Regions from separate parts of the Pan troglodytes genome. Here region 2 is linked to region 1. A link is a contact called in public capture Hi-C data. All regions are on one chromosome and are shown on one strand. The core of a region is the stretch at or near the end of the contact, and the rest is flanking DNA. Distances in the headings are between cores, read along the strand shown.

Evidence for each region. Capture Hi-C pulls out chosen DNA fragments and counts their contacts.
Region 2: a capture Hi-C map of stem cell-derived neural stem cells shows a contact between it and region 1, with 6 times the contacts expected there. The contact joins two enhancer-like sites. A contact is called at or near these places in 5 of 7 Hi-C or Micro-C datasets (blood, induced pluripotent stem cells, a lymphoblastoid cell line and 1 more), 1 of 1 datasets of contacts at active chromatin or transcription factors (stem cell-derived excitatory neurons) and 1 of 1 other capture datasets (stem cell-derived neural stem cells).

The regions. Positions count from the first base shown.
Region 1 is chr4:133,204,068-133,206,966 of NHGRI_mPanTro3-v2.0_pri, reverse strand. No RefSeq gene overlaps it. Among named protein-coding and RNA genes, the nearest start is that of TIFAB, 14 kb to the right of the region's middle. Within about 2 kb of position 1,511, at least 6 of the 24 cell types and tissues checked have an H3K27ac peak or open chromatin away from gene starts, as enhancers often do. A contact at or near this core is called in stem cell-derived neural stem cells, where this site is marked.
Region 2 is chr4:133,278,177-133,281,075 of NHGRI_mPanTro3-v2.0_pri, reverse strand. No RefSeq gene overlaps it. Among named protein-coding and RNA genes, the nearest start is that of NEUROG1, 8.7 kb to the right of the region's middle. Within about 2 kb of position 1,370, at least 4 of the 24 cell types and tissues checked have an H3K27ac peak or open chromatin away from gene starts, as enhancers often do. A contact at or near this core is called in stem cell-derived neural stem cells, where this site is marked.

The DNA of each region.
Region 1 (2,899 bases), core at 262-2,761:
TTATAAGGAAGAAATGACATAAGCGTCCCTCTTTGTTATTTAAATTTCATGAAAATCAACTATAGATGGTGTGTAATTGAGCACAGAATAGGGCCCAGAATATATTCTGAAATAACGGGAGCCCTTTTATCAGGTTATATATGAAAAAAAATAGTCAAAGAAAAGCAAAATCTCCATGCAAAATAATGAACTATTTGAAGGAAGAAAAAAAAGAAAAAGGGGATGAAGTGCGCCTAGGAGAGTATTCAAGCAGCCGGTGTTTTTTTCTTGAGAAGTTTCTTGGGAGTGGAGTTTAGAGATGGTGTGGGTTGCAGTCATCATTGGTTGACTTGGGCTCAGAATCAGGCCGTACACATTACTTCAACCAGAAACCAGGCCAACGACATTGCAGGAGCCTTCCAAGGTGGATGACCCTATGTGAGGCCCGGAAGCACTGCAGGTCCTAAGAGGAGGCCTCCTACTGACCCTCCTCCCCACCCTACCCTCTGCACTTTCTGTCCTGTGGTCCCCGGAGGCCATGAGCCTGGGTAGCCAGGCACTCCGTTGGGAAATGAGAGCCGATCTGGGGGCTTGAGTCGGGTGGAGCCTGGTGGCGCCTGTGCTCAGGAGCTGGCCTGACTCCGGGAGGGTGTTCGCTTGCTGCTGTGGAAGGCTTCTTTGCACTGATATGTTCACAAGCGGCCCACAACAGGCCCCCTCTCTATCACCAGCAAAGGAGGGGCCTGACCCTGCTCTTCTCCACGCACCCTACTCCTTGTGCTCACAGCTCAGCTTCTCCTGATGGGTCACTCGTCTCATGCCTGAGATTTGCCTTCTCTGAACCTCCATTATCCCATATGCCTAACGAGGACGAGAACGTCTCTGGAAAGGGTTGCTGTGAGGACAGCGTAGGAGACAGCGCTCATCGTTCAGGCTCAGTAAGGTGCCAGCCACCTGATCGGTACTGAATGCAGACAGCACCTCCCTCTTTCTGGCAACCCCACCCCCCTCCACTCATTCCCTGCCGCCCCTGCTTCCTCTGGGGGCTCCCTGCAGCTGGAGCTCCCTGCAGAGGCCCGGGCCAGCCCTGAGGCCTGGCTGCGGCGGACGCCCTCAGAGCTAGGGCACCCATCTTCCAGAGAAGGTGCCCAGGCTGAGCTTCGTCGTTAAACTCCGCAGAGCCTAGAGGTGCAACCGGAAAGAACAAGTCCCCTGGAAACGACCCCGCTGCTGCCATCGCCACTGCTGGTGCTGCTGCTGCGGCAGGCCCTGGCTCTCCATGCAGTCTCCAGAATGCCCTCATCTACTCCCATTCATTTCTTGAGCACCACCTGTGTGCTTGGTCGTGCCTGGTCGTCTGAGGCACAGCCCTGCGGCAACACTAACTCTAGCCTTCTTCCCAGGAGGCGCAAGTTTAGAAATCTTCTTCCAGAAGGCGCAGTTTCGAAATCAAGTGCTCTCCGGTCCTAATTGCGGTCACACTGAGTTGCAGTGGCCCTGCGATGGCCTTGTATATCCTCTCCCAGGAAGGCTGAACACCCAGCACACAGGACACACCCTGGTACTCAGCAGGTGCTCCATAAGCGTCTGTTAAATGCAGGACTGGAGCAGTGCAGAAACAGCTCTTGCTCTGAAATCGCAGGCGCTTCCCGGGGAGTCCCGCACCGGCGCAGACGGCGGATCCAGGGCGTGGAGGGGGCCGGGGAACGGGTTCAGAGTGCCATCTACCGGCAGTTCGTCAGACTGGCAGGAAAGGCCTTGGCCCTGCGGCGGGATGGAGCCCTCCAGACTGCGCTGTTTGCTACGCTGCTCCGGATCCATTCACTCTCCAACCGCTCTGCAATCACTTCGCAATCACCAGTAAACTTTGCCGCCTACTTGAGAAGAGAAAGGTAGGGCCCAGGAGTAATTAGCAAGTCCTGAATTGTGCTGAGAATATCCAGGAAGGGGGCTTGTCTTTCACCAGCTTCTCCTGCGGAAGGGATTTCCCCCAAATTCTCTTTATTGGGAGGCTTTGAGCAGGAGCCAATGACTGCAGTTCCTGCAGAACCGGGGCAAGGGCCTGCTCCCTGGGGGACCAGCAGGGGCTGGGGTTAGTCAGACCCAGTGGACATACCAACTCTGCCACTTACCAGCTGTGTGACTGAGAGCAAGTTACTCTCTGCGCCTTAGCTTCCCCATCTGTAAAACAAGCCCCATGATAGTACCCCATGGTAGGATAGTTAGGAGGATGTAAGCCAGATGTAACCCAGATGCCAGACACCCACTGTTCCCAAGGGTCTGGCTGCCCTTTAGTGTCCGATAGCAGAAGAGACCCAGCCTTCATCCTCCTTGGTCATCGTATGGCCAACTTTCATCCAGCTCCCCTCCCTCTGTGCCCTGGGAATCAACAGGTTGAGCTTGCCCACCCTGGCGATACCAGCTTGTGGCTGGTATTCCCTCATCTCACCTCCTGACTCAAGCTCCCCACTCTCCTTATCTCGGGTGATCTCTCGACATCTCATAACAAGTTTTCCCAGGCCCCACTGCTCCCCAGAATGCTTCGGCTCACACGTGGTCAAGACTGCTGCTACATCTTAAAGCAAAGTAGGACCAGACCTGACTGGGATAATACTAGGAGAGAACAACAGAGCATGATGGAAATCTGCAAACTAGCTCCTGGGTGCGACTAGGCTCAAAGTCCTGAAACCACAGCCCACAAAGGGGTTAGCATCCCCTCGAAGAGGGACTGCCCCAACCATATGGCCCTCTTCTCCAACGACACACTCCTCCAGCTTTCTGAGACTCTGTAAGGAAACTCGCTTCCTTTCTATTTCTGCAATTTCTCACATTTCTGCCCTGAGTGAAGACAACCTTTGCTGTGATTCTACAAAACAAAACTCTCAAGTGTTTTTCTTTTGCTGCCTGGAACCTCTGCATC
Region 2 (2,899 bases), core at 121-2,620, 74 kb before region 1:
TCCGCCACTGACCTGGGCCTCTCACTTTCCCATTGTCTGTAGGCTCCAAGGCTCTCGCTCTAAACCATATGGTCCATTTGGGCATCTCACACTGCCTTCCAGGGAAAGCAGGCCTTGGGAAGCACTTGGGGCAAGTTAGAGGCCTGCCGCAAGATCCAGGTGCGAACTCGCCCCAAAGTGTTGTCAAACTGGGCCAGAAGAGAGGAACCACCAGCGACCAGAGAAGGCTGAACCCTAAAAAGCAGTGTGTGGGCCCAGGAGGGGAGGAGGAAGGGTCCTGCGCCAGAGGGCAAAGGAATTAAGAGCCTCAGTATTTGACCCCTCAGAGAGCAGGTGGTCTGTTGGCTCCATGAGTCTGACAGCATGTTAGTATGGAGACCCTGGGATAGCAGTGCTCAGGCTAAGTCCACCTCTCCTCACCCTGGCCCCCTCGCGGGCCACAAGTATTTGGAGATTTCTCAGGGGTCCCCAGACTACAGACATTTCTCCCGTGAAGCCAATAAGCAGATGCACACTCTGGCAGCTGGAGTGTGCGGTCGCCATTCCCCTTCTCCAGTCCCCAAGACCCTGAAAACCTTAAAAACCAGATTGTCCCTGAGGATACGCATGTGTCCAGTTTAAAGGGGATTTGGGGGGCAGGGCCATGAAAGCCACCCCAGCCTCTATCTCTTCAAAATCCCACCACTTTGAAACTCCATTTTGCTCCAAGCCTTTGCAAGATTCCAAACACTTGGAATTAACCCGGAGGCCACCGCCATCCCCAGGCAGCCACAGGGGCCTGGTTTCCCTGGGAGAGAAACCTATCCAGAGCACGCCCTGACCCCCGGTAGCCCTGAGGCCGCCAGCCCTGGGAGCGCACTCCAGGGAAGGAATTCGTCCTGATCTAGAAGTGGGCCGGTGCGGACCTCGCGGATGTTTCTTTAAGAGCAGGGGAAGAAAACACAATCTCTCCTTGTGGTGCAGCACTTCCACCCCCGCCAACGGGGCGGATTAGGGCCGGGATTAACATTTTAAACTCGGCCAGACTTTCTGACTCAAAGATCTCTGGTTAATCGTATTACTATCCCTGGGATTACTGCTTTACTCGCGGCAAAACAGATTCTAAAATCAAATTGATTAAAGTTCCCTCCTGTCTTCTCTTTACTCCTTTTGGGGCAATACGGGGAGAGGCTATAGCTTCTTAAGGTGACGACTTTTAAAATCGAATCTTACTTCGCATTTCTCTCCTTGCCCCTCCTATCCTTCCAGGCCAGGCAGCGGTAAGAAGACTGGCTGGCGACACGATTCCTTTTTTCCCGCCCACGTCAGCTCCTAGTTCCTGGTAATTTATCCCATATTAAAACTTCTTTAAGTAAGAATGGACAAGCATCAGCACCTGCTATGCAAATGCGGCCAAATCCAGCCCGGGCCCCGGGGCGTGCGCGCCCGCCGGACCGCGAGCGGCCATTCAGCGCTCCCAAGGCGCCGGCTCGACCCTTCATATGGAAACCCGACGGGTCCCGACAGATTGCGGCGGGGAGGGGCGGGGGCCAGAATGCCCTCCCAACCTCGGAAGGCGCCCAGAGGGGACTATCAGCACCTCTCCAGTGGGCTTTTTTCAGCCATACTCCATTCTTCAGCCATCTTTGTTTTTTCCTTAACGAATGTCCTATTTTAGTGCCAATGCCCGTTTTGCCGGATTTCCCTCCAGAATTCATCCTTATTCTCCATCCCAGCTCTTCCGGAGCGGCGGCAGGTTTTGTTTTGTTTTGGTTTTGGTTTTTGTTTTTGTTTTGAGACGGAGTTTCGCTCTTGTTTCCCCGGCTAGAGTGCAGTGGCGCGATCTCGGCTCACTGCAACCTCCGCCTCCCGGGTTCAAGCGATTCTCCTGTCTCAGCCTCCCGAGTAACTGGGATTACAGGCATGCGCGTGTTGGTAGTTTTCTAAGCGTAACAACTTTCCCACCGCTTTTTGCAGGCGCGGTGGTCACCAAGGACTGTAGGACCTTGCCCCGAGGGTCCCAGGAATGTGGATGGTGTGGGGTAGATCGTCATCGCAGGCCCCAAATCCGTGTCTGGGGCTCGGGAGCCAGGCGAACTCCCCGCCCGCAGCCAGACGGAGGAGGCAGGCCGGGTGCTGGCGCGGCCGCGGTCATCCTGCCGGATAACAAGGATTAGTGCGTTGGGGACGTTTGAAGCTGTGTCTGTGCTCACGTGGCTGGAGGCCGCGGCGCGGTCGCCTCTCGTGCGGCCCTAATCCCGTCACGCGGCTCCGGCGGCGAGCCGGCCCCATCGGGGAACTGGAACTTGCTGGCCCAGAGTCCCGGCTCTCGCTCCACGCGGGCGCGAGGTCAGGGCGCCCACGCGGCAGTGCCCACGCGTCCCCCCGCGCGCCCCGCCGGGTTCTCCGAGGCCCCCGCCGTAGGAAGAGCCACGGCGCTAGGGTCGTTTGCTCAAGACTTGGGGGGAAATCCCCTTCTTCCAGCCTAGGAGCTTTTATTTGTGGCTGCATAAAAGAAATCCAGAAACGCCGGGTCTCCCCAGCCGGAGCAAAACCGAAGTGGCAGCGGCAAGGGTGGGGGCGCGGCCGGCGTCCCAAAGAGATGCAAAGTGATAAATACATTGTTTAGAGGCTGCCCGCTCGGTCCGTCCCTTGGGGGCATAGAAAATGAGGCGCTTTCCTCCCCCTTTAACTCGAGGGGAGTACTAATAATTCATGTATGTTGTAATTCTTCACTGCCCCTAGGTAGTCTGGGAAAACTGGAAGAAAAGAAAATGCCAGAAAGTTATGGTAAAACTTAAGATGCGGCCGAAGTCGCTTTCTTTGCCCCTGCTGCGAGTGTTTGAATAAGAAGAATGCTCCTGGACTGTAACAAGCAAAAAGAATGAAGAAGACAAAAGATTTCCAGAAAAAGGTTTAG